2 separate regions of the Oryctolagus cuniculus genome follow, and region 2 is linked to region 1. A link is a contact called in public Hi-C data. All regions are on one chromosome and are shown on one strand. Each heading gives the region's core, a stretch centred on a gene start, on an enhancer-like site or on the middle of the called end of the contact. The rest is flanking DNA. Distances are from core to core; before and after follow the strand shown. Region 1 overlaps LOC127483289 (a long non-coding RNA gene). Region 2 holds the start of ADH1A (alcohol dehydrogenase 1A (class I), alpha polypeptide).

The links. A called contact is a pair of places that touch in the nucleus more often than the background predicts.
Region 2: a contact with region 1 is called in a Hi-C map of liver, with 4 times the contacts expected there. The contact joins the promoter of ADH1A here to the enhancer-like site in region 1. A contact is called at or near these places in 4 of 6 Hi-C or Micro-C datasets (ear pinna, liver, psoas muscle and 1 more).

Annotation. Positions count from the first base shown.
Region 1 is chr8:65,876,130-65,881,484 of mOryCun1.1, forward strand. LOC127483289 (a long non-coding RNA gene) reads right to left here. Exons shown (of 3, transcript XR_007909436.2): 3 at 5,047-5,178. Among named protein-coding and RNA genes, the nearest start is that of ADH1A, 41 kb to the right of the region's middle. Within about 2 kb of position 1,907, at least 3 of the 8 cell types and tissues checked have an H3K27ac peak or open chromatin away from gene starts, as enhancers often do.
Region 2 is chr8:65,916,743-65,921,461 of mOryCun1.1, forward strand. ADH1A (alcohol dehydrogenase 1A (class I), alpha polypeptide) reads left to right here and starts at 3,287. Exons shown (of 9, transcript NM_001101704.1): 1 at 3,287-3,339. The coding sequence starts at 3,322. It overlaps LOC127483289 (a long non-coding RNA gene), which reads right to left and starts at 1,816. Exons shown (of 3, transcript XR_007909436.2): 1 at 1,688-1,816.

The sequences.
Region 1 (5,355 bases), core at 657-3,156:
TAGTCTAGTCCGGGTTGCTCCCCACATTACCATGGCCTGATTGTTTGTGTCCCCCCTCACCCCGAATTTTTATGTTGAATCCTATCCCCCAAGATGATGGTGTTAGGAAGTGGAACATTTCAGAGGTGATTAGGTCATGAGGGCTGATCACTCATGGACAGGATTAGTGTCCTTCTAAAGAGGCCTGAGAGATCCTCTCACACTTCTACCAGGTGGGGATAGAGCAATAAAGTAGCCATCTGCAGCCCAGGAAGAGGACCCTTACCATTTACCCAATCTTCCAGGGCTTTGATGTTGGACTTTTCAACCTCTAGGTTTATGAGATACAAATTTCTGTTCTTTATAAGCTGTTGGTCTGGGGTGTCTTACTACTGTGAATGGTTTGAGGTAGCATTCCTGTCCCCATTCACGTATGTTAGTGTACATGACTCTGAGGATGTATGAGGCTGCTTCAAAGAGCTAATGTAAAGATGGAATTAAAAGATGGTGAGCATTTTCCATGAGCTTTTTTACCGAGAAAATTCATATCCTTAGGTGCTATTAGTGTCTCCCTCCACCCCCAAATTTCTCTTATCATGAAGTAGGGGAGACTCAAAATGTTTCCTAAAGCCCAGAAGTCCGTGCTAGGTGCATGCAGCCATGTTGTGGCCCAAGTAGGCATGTAGCTGAAATTCATTTACACATAAAGATAAATAGTTGAGTACTTTGGATAGTTTTCATTTGTTTTATAGATATGTCATATAATTAAATTTTGCCATTTCTTTTGTGATTCCAATGCTTAGAGTAATTTGTACCAACTACTTAAATACTTAAATATCCTTCCCTTGGCTACCAGGCCTATGGGGTAGCCCAGTGCTTCCTCACTTGAGGTCTTAGAATCTCCCTGACAAAGGCCTGGGAACACCTGAGTTGGAGGTGGCCTCCAGTTCAGTGCAGTTTCCATTTCACTTGCCAATAAAAGCCTGCAAGGAGTCCCTGCGGCCTCGCAGAATCCTTTAGGAGATGGTGGTCCAGAGTGTAGCCTCTGCCTAAAATCTCACCAGCTCAGGATTGACCTTCTGTCATTAGCATCTCTGTTGTGTCTGTGCGCAGGGAATGGGCAGGATGGAAGGGACATGGCAGTTGCTAGGATTTGAAGTGCCAAGAAGAGAAGAAGAATGGTCAGAGTTGTCATGTTCCTTTGGAGTAGCTCTGTTTTCTGTCTATAAAATAGCTGAGGGACAGGTTCTGGAATAGCACTTAAGTTACTGTTTGGGGGTCTGCATCCTATGTTACATGCCTAGACTCAAGTCTTGGCTCAAATAGTTGGATTTCTTCAACCTGCATGGAAGACCCAGATGGTGTTCCCAACTTGCAGCTTCACCCTGACCTAGCCCAGGCTAATGTAGGCATTTGTGGAGTGAACCAGTGTATGGGAGTGCCTTCTCTTTGTCTTTCAAATAAATCAAATTAATTAAATAAAAATTGAGAAAATAAAGGAAAGAAGATAGGCGAATCCCATTTCCCTTCTCCTTCCTGGGGAAGTGGTGGGAGGTAGTAGAGTTAGGAAGGATAATCAGGACATCAGTGGCATCAGTGGACTCATAGTCTGAACTCTCATGGTCAGAGCTAGACAATAGTTCCCCTGAGATTTAACTCTCCTTTAGGAGATCTGCGGAGAAGTCATGAGAATGCTGTGAGGAAGGGCAACTTTCAGATAGAGGTGCTTCCTGCCTGACCTTCAGAACCTGCAGGTCCTGTGGTCCTCATACTCTCTCCAATAAAACTGTGGCCTCGATTGCATCACAGGCTCAACTTCAGGTTCAGCCACTAAAGGGTGTAATTGTCCTCCCGTGTATCCTGTGAGCGTAATGAAAGCCTTCTCAAGTACTGTGTGAGGTGAGGGTGAAGAGAATTCAGCGATACTGATGTGGGTGCTTGAGCTCATTGATTCTATCCCCAAGCTTGTTTGACACTTGATGACTTTCTGGGTGAACTCAATTTATGGGAGAGGATAATCTCTTTGTCATTCTTGTCCTCTCCTCTCTGTGTCACCAGGCACTTCCAAGTCACACTGCACTAGCCCTTAGCCTACCTGATGGCTTCATTTATGTGCGAAATATCAAGCTATCCACTTTTCACATGACAAGCCTGAAAGAAGGCCCAACTTTATCAATCCAAAATAAAAGACACCCACCAAAACTAAAATACACATATTAGTTAAGGAAGGAAAACTGAACTGATAAGACCAGATGGCAAGCAACTGCTAGTGTAAACCTGTTAGCATTACACATGGTGAGAGGACCATGTCTTCAAACTCAACCTCTTCATTTTATAGACAAGAAGAGTGGAGAACAAAGTTGAAAGGCTGGTTGGTTCCAAGCAGAGAAGGGAACTCATGTATTCTTGTTATAGGTTCTTCTCTGTTCAGTGGGATACTCTGCTTTCCAACTAGCAGCTGTGTCTTTTCATTGTTAAACCACAGAACACAAAGAAATGTTTTCTGCTGGCTGCTTGGAAACGCTCTGTGTCCCCAATAATCAAGAGACTCTAATCTCTGGTTAGAAAGGGCTTTGGAAAACATCTGTTAGGACCACCCCTCCCATCCGGTATTGGACTTCTCCCCCACTAGAATCTGCCAAGGTATTGTGTAATCTCTGCTAGAACATCTCCCAGCCTGGGAAATCATTAGCTATGTCCACAATTGTGTACTAATGCATGCAGCTAGACTTGGGACATTGTTCATCATATCACTCTCAGCTACCTCTTTCCAATTCCTAGCTTTGCCCTGACCCAGCTGGTAGGAGCTAGAAAAGGTCTGATCTTTTTCCCACATGTCTCCACCTCCATCCTAGGCCTTTACCTCTCAGATTCCTTTGACAAGTTCCTGACTCTGAGTAGGCAGGGCAGGGTGCAAATTGACAAAACATCCTTGGAGACTTGGAGGTCTAGCAAAGACTATGTTCTGTGTGGTCTCTTGGTGCTCTGAGTGGAAAATACATTTAGAAAGAAATACAATATTAAGGAATTTGAATTGATCACATGTAAAAATAAAAGTCTTTGTTTTTCTCTTTCAATAACTATTTAACCTTCCTGAATCCAAATTCCCTCATCTACACAAGGACGATAAAATAACTTATGGGGCTGGCAGAGAGAATGCCTGCAAAGCATTCAGTGAGTGCCTACAGAGAGCGGTTCTCAGTCCTCTCCTGATTGTTACCTGTCACCTCTCCTGGGCTCCCCTCACATCCTTACACCTCTCCTCCCCCTGCAGAGCCAGAGTTCACTATTTCTTCACAACTCTTCCAGCTGCTGCCATTAACACTGCTCTTCCTTTCCTCTGCATTTCCATTCCAAATTAGCATCAAAGCTACCCCTAGATTGAATGTTTGTGTCCCCAGAATTCATATATTGAAATCTAAGCCCCACTGTGATGGTGTTTGAGGGAGGACTGGATGTTGATTGATCATGAGGGCAGATTGTCTCATGCATGCAATCAGTGCATTTGTACAAAATGAATCCAGAGAGCTCCTCTGCCCTTCCGCCATGTAAGACCACAGTGAGGAGTCAGCCGTCTACAGACCAAGAGGAGCACCTCACCAGATACTGCACCTGCTGGTGCCTCCATGTGGTACTGCTCGGCTTACAGAACTGTGAGAAATAAATGACGGCTGTTCATAAGCCACCCAGTCTGTGCTGTTCTGTTTAGCAGACTAACAAAGAGATTCTCCAGCTGTCCTGTGCTTGTTTCCTAACTCACTCTTGCCTCCTCTGCTTCCCACTCTTAACCTTGCCTCACTATAATATACAGTCTGTTCTCATCTGACAGAATAACTCATTTATAATCAGACTAGGCCATGCCACGCCTCAAAACCTTCCTGTGGCTTTCGATTGCAATCAGACTAAAAACAGAATCTCCTCAAAATAGCCTCAGCACTCACACTGCCTCACCTCCATTATTTCTCCGAGTTCCTTCCTTTGCTATCTTCCCTCCCATGCTCCCTGTGCTCTGTCCACTCTGGTCCCCTTGCTAATCCCGAGCCAGCCTGGGAGACTCCCAGCTCTATTGTTCACTTTGTCTGGAATGATCCTTGCCCAGGCAGCCTGGTGTCTCTCCTCCAATTCTGTCAAGTCCATGCTGAAATGGAATATTCTGGAAGAATCCTTGAAATTGCAGGTGTGTCCCCTTCCAGGAACCTCTAGACCTCTTCCTGATTATATTTTCTTCTCAGCACTTACTGCTAACTTCTTACGTAAACAACTTGCTCTGTTTCCTCCCTAAAAGTCTTCATTAGGATATGGGTCATACAAGGACAGTTTTTTTTTTTCTTTCTAGAACAGCACCCAGTATATATTACAAACTGTGTTTGTTTACCTAAAATGAACTTTCTTGTGAGAAGCAAGGTGGTATGGTGGGAGAGCTGTCGGTTTGGACTTTAAATTCCTGTTCTTCCACTCTTTAACCCTTGTAAATGATACTGGATCCTGCTCAGTTTCAATTTCCTCATGTGCAAAAAGTAAAGTAGACCAGTAACTAACTTGCAGCACTTGTGGATGGTCTGTTGAGATGGTGAGGGAAGAAAAACACACCACCAGTGTCTTTTCACCACCTCTCCATGTGTATTTGCCACCCCCCTCCCGCAAGAGTGGAGAGAAAACCTCCTTCTTTAAGATTCTTTTCTCTTCTTTTTTTTTTTTTTAAAGATTTATTTATTTGTTTGAAAGTCAAAGTTACACGGAGAAAAGGAAAGGCAAAAAGAGAGAGAGAGAGAGAGTCTTCCATCCGATGGTTCACTCCCCAATTGGCTGCAATGGCTGGAGCTGTGCTGATCCGAAGTCAGGAGCCAGGAGCTTCCTCCAGGTCTCCCACATGGGTACAGGGGCCCAAGGACTTGGGCCATCTTCCACTGCTTTCCCAGGCCATAGCAGAGAGCTGGATCGGAAGTGGAGCAGCCGGGACTCGATCTGGCGCCCATGTGGGATGCCAGCACTGCAGGTGGCAGTTTTACCCGCTATGCCACAGCACTGGCCCTTAAGATTATTTTCTTAAAATTCCCAAAGAAGAACTCCAAAAGAATATCTTGGGTCATGTGACCCTCCCAGAGCCACTCCCTGTGCATAGAAGGACACACTGCTGTGCTTGGCCAGCTTGGGGTCTTGTTCTCATTCCCATAACCAGCGTGTGACAGAGCCAGTCCCCTGAAAAAAAAAAATGGATTCAGGGAAGAGTAATTCCCAGATGAAGGACCTTTAGTTTATAAAGAAGGAATAATGGAATGCTTTGGATTCAATAACAAGAAGTGTCAAAGACCAGAGAATATGCTAACTCCAAGAATGCAAGGAAGGGCAAACCATCCAAAGGCACCTGGATCTCAG
Region 2 (4,719 bases), core at 2,037-4,536, 42 kb after region 1:
ACCTGGGGTGCCGGCGCCGCGAGGCGGAGGATTAGCCTAGTGAGCTGCGGCGCCGGCTCTCTGCATGTTCTTAAACCTGGTCAGTTGCCTAGCACTTCGTCATACTAATGTACAGCATTTCACAAAAATGTTTGCTGAACATTTAAATTTTTGAGTTTGAACACTCAGAGCCAAGAATATCTGTACAGCTCTGCCTTTGGGCTTCTTTGTGAGCATTCTTGGGGAAATCTACAAAAAACATTTCCAAGATTCTATACAAGCTCTTTATGATAGCATCAAGAGCTAGGCTGGCAACCCATGTTGTAAATTGTGGGAGAGGCGGTAACTAATTTTTCTCACCAACTTTGGCTTTAATGTTAAAATGAAATGTTAAGTAAGGACTTGATTTATAGCGATGGATTTGGGTAGATTAAACACGGTGTTCCAGCAACTGAAATCTTGTGCTTTTTCCCCCTGTTTAAATCCTATAATATTTGAAAGCCTTTCTTTGCACTCACAAGAAGCTACATGTTTTTTTTTTTCTTTCCAAATATCTTTCAAGTAAATATTAACCATATTATATTGCCAAGTCCCTTGACCTATAAACGAAGGAATTTGGACAGAATGATTTCTGAGCACTTGCCAATTCCTGTGCTTTTTCTTAGGCCTTGCAAAATGTGGGGGTGGCCTTTGTGGGCAGACAGCTCTATAGCTCACTCCAACCCTTCTCTGCCCGGCCTCCTTTTGCAGAGTAGACGACAGAATGTGGGCTTCTGAGTCACACAGATGTGACTTGGGATTCTGCCACTGCATACCATTTTCCCAGCGCATTTCAGGATGGTTTCCTATACTCACATAACCTCAGCCCTCTGATCTGAAATGATTGTTCTGTGGCCAGACATCTGACTTAGGCTGCACACTTGACCCCACTGAGTGACTGAAAGGCTCTAATTTAGACAAAGAAGAATTGGGCCCAGGGTCTACTGAAGGGATGGGGGGAGGAGAGAGAAAATGTGAGACAGTCAGTCAGTTAGCTCCTGATAGGCAGTTAGTTAAGACACAGTACCCACTTCTTATCCTTTTATGCTAATGCGATTTCCCAATTTTCACTGTAAAACTCTTATTAACATTATCCTGAATACAATTCTGTTCTTGAAGCTAACTTCTCTGTCTTAGGAAGGACATTTAGGGACCTATAACAATTGGGCTTCTCTTACCTCATCTGTAAAGTGGGAAAAATAACAGTAATACCTTCCTTGTAAGGGTGATCTGGGGTTTATACATGAAAATGCAGGAATAACTTCCCATAGAGTTCTGGAGACATAGTAGGTGCTCAATAAATTGTGGTCAGTAGCTTTCTGTAAACTTATACCTCAACTAACATTGATTTATTAAGAAATGAAATGGTTCTTTGCCATCTTTTCATGCCTGTCTATCACCATGCAAACACACTAAAGAGTCCTTCAAATGGATCTGGACAAGCAGCATCCTTGATACTATCCAGATCATATGCTAAGTGGCCAGACTCCCTTCTTTGCAATGGTCTCCACAAGTGAAGGTAGGTGGATGCGAGAGGAGACTGAATGCCATTCTCTGGAAGTGATGCCAATGAAATGAAAAAAAGATTCTACTTATTTATTTCAGAGGTAGAATTACAGACAGAGAGAGGGAGAGGAGAGAAAGGTATTCCCTCCGCTGGTTCACTCACCAAATGGCCACAATGGCAGGAGCTGGGCCAATCAGCAGCCAAGAGCCAGGAGTTTCTTCTGGGTCTCCTATGTGGATGCAGGGGCCAACCACTTGCGCCATCCTCCACTGTTTTCCCAGGCAATAGCAGAGAGCTGGAACAGAAGAAGAGCAGCCAGAACATGGACTGGCGCCCATATGGGATGCCAGTGCCTCAGGCGGAGGCTTAACCCACTATACCACAGTGCCAACCCCTATGCAATGAGTTTAAGACCACAACAAAGAAATGAAAGACCTTCTGTCCCTGCTTGGTGGAATGGAACACCCCAGGATGGCTCTCTGTACCTGCATAAGTATAGGTGGACACAGACACAATGTTGCTCCTTTGGCAAGTCTAGATAAATATATATTTTTTGTGTGTATGCTGACAGACTATAAATCATTACATGACTATGTGCATTGTGGCCTCCAGGTGTTGGCAGAAGATTTGAGATTTATTAAAAATTAAGCCCATATTCTCTTTCCATATTCAAAGCCCTGAACAAGGGATAGGGAAAGGCCTAAGTGAGCATTTGGTCTATTTGCCAAGACAATCCTTGGGCCCTAACACAAAGGGCTGTTCTTTATGAAGCCTCCTTTGAGTCCTTCAGTCTGAATGCCCTGCCTTTAATAAGCTCTGCCCAGAGAGGCTGACTTGCTTGCTTGTGTGCCTTTCTCCTCCCTGGATGGTGAGTTTCCTACCTGCCAAGCTCTGTGATAAGTGCTTAACTTGTTTTTTTTTTTTTTCATTTATGCACCAAACAGTCCTTTGAACTGGTACTATTATTCATTCTAGTCTTATAAGAAAACTAAGAGGAGGAGCAGTTCAATAAGTTCAAGTTCACACAGATAGCAAGGAATCATGTGTTAGATCCACAAGTTATACAATACCCATTGCCCCATGTTGCCTATTGGCACTGGTACATGTCACCCAAGGGCACCAGTTCAGTGCTTGGAACAGGGAGGTGATTAGTCGATGCTGACTGATGTTGTGTGGAGCAGAAATACCAGGGACAAGTGAGCACCTTTGCTAGGACAGAGTGGGTGCCTAATTTCCTCTCTGGAGAGAAGAAGAGAGCTGGATCAAACGTGCTCTTCCAGTCCTATATCCTTCTGTCCTGCTCCAGGTGTCCTGCTCCCCCTTCTTCTCCTCCTTCCCAGCTGCACCACGTGCATTCACAGTTGGCAATTGGAGCAGACAGAGGGAAATAGAACTCGGAATAACCTCAGTGGGATTGAGAGAGGAGAAACATGGAATCACCAGGGAGAGAGAGTAAGAGAGAGACAGAGAGAGACAGAGAGAGACAGAGACAGAGAGATAGATTAAAATTTACGTGTAGGGAAATATTTAACCTAATAAAAACAAAGTATTATCTGCAATGATATATTGCAAAATCAGTTTTGAATCAAGGTTTTGAGTGCCTTTTTTTTCTTTTTCTGGTTTGATTTAGTGTGACAATAAGCTGATAAGGTGTGGCTTAAGGACTGAGATCATGTGCAAACTGGGTGGCACTTGAGCAAACAATCTGTGCAATATATTGGCTTCATGTACTAGAGCAGGCAAGAAGTCCACAAGAATTCACCAGTCTCCTGTTCTGCAGAGAAAACAGAAACAACATGAGCACAGCAGGAAAAGTAAGCAAAAAAGATTTTACTGTTGGAACTATAGTCTCATTAATATCATAAATAACAGGACATGGTATTTGTTGAAGAGTTAAAATTCATATATGAATTAGAAATAATGTACACTGAAATACAATATAAAATATGTGCTACAATTTACAATGTGTACTGAACTGCAGTGGAAATAAGTTATTCCTAAATATCTTTATTAAAAATACATAGGATCTGTATCTATTAGTCTTTATTCATACATTAAATAAGTTTGTAATAATTTGTGGGTTTATTCTAAGATAACTATGACTAGCTTGCAAATATATAATTAGACATACTTAATCAAGAAGTTATATTTATGTTAAGAAACTGTAATTTTAATGTGGTACTCTTTGTAATTATATTCTTTGTCTGAATGCAGGGAAATTAAGTATGACAGTTTTATGAGAGGAACTTATTTCAGAGCACATTGAAATATCCTTTATTATAAAGTCTCTTACAAGATATATTATCTCAAGCCATTATGATCATCACAGTTAGATAATACTAATTTGCAAGTTCTACAGATATTCTATAGAACAGTATCTTCTCCATACAAAAGTCAACATGATTTTACAGAAAATGAACACATTTTGCAGAAAATTTGAATCACTTACTAATACTAGTTACAAAGATATTTTGTTTTAAGTCTTTCATAGATTGATACTTATTTGAGGAATGTGATTATAAGTGCAGAGAAATGGATTGGGTCTTTCAAAATAATCAGCTCATGTTTTTAACTGCTTAATTACAAAAGCCAATGCAACTGCTTGCAAGTACACTTGCTGTGTTCAGAACAGATGACACAGTAGTGGAATATCCAAGTATAATGCTTAAAGGTTTTGAAGCTTCTAAACAACAGGTTCATATCAATAGCACCGGCTGGAATCATGTGAGTGGCCAATTGCCAGTGTTCTTATTCCAGCTCATTTTATTTCCATTTATTATTGATGGGTATTTACAATGGCATATTATATTTCAAGTGAAAATGATTAGGAGAACAAAATGGAAATTTACCCAAACTCACTTAGAAGAAATGTTGAATTCATACAGTAAAGGTGTAAGCCAATTATATTAACAAAAACAACATGCAGAGAAATAGTAATCTAGCAATCCTCCCCTCTCAGGCACAACATCAGTAACTTAGCCTATTGATAGTACTTAAACTATGTTAACAAATCTTGCCTTTTATTTTTCTCAGGTGATAAATAGTGATAGCAGGAACACTGATCTCATGAGGTGGTTGTGGGAATTTACTAAATAAATACTATAAGGCACTTAGAATGAGTCAATACATGTGAGTCATTGCTACTATTGATATTGTTGTTTAGCTTTTCATTGACTTTTCACTACTCTGAGGTG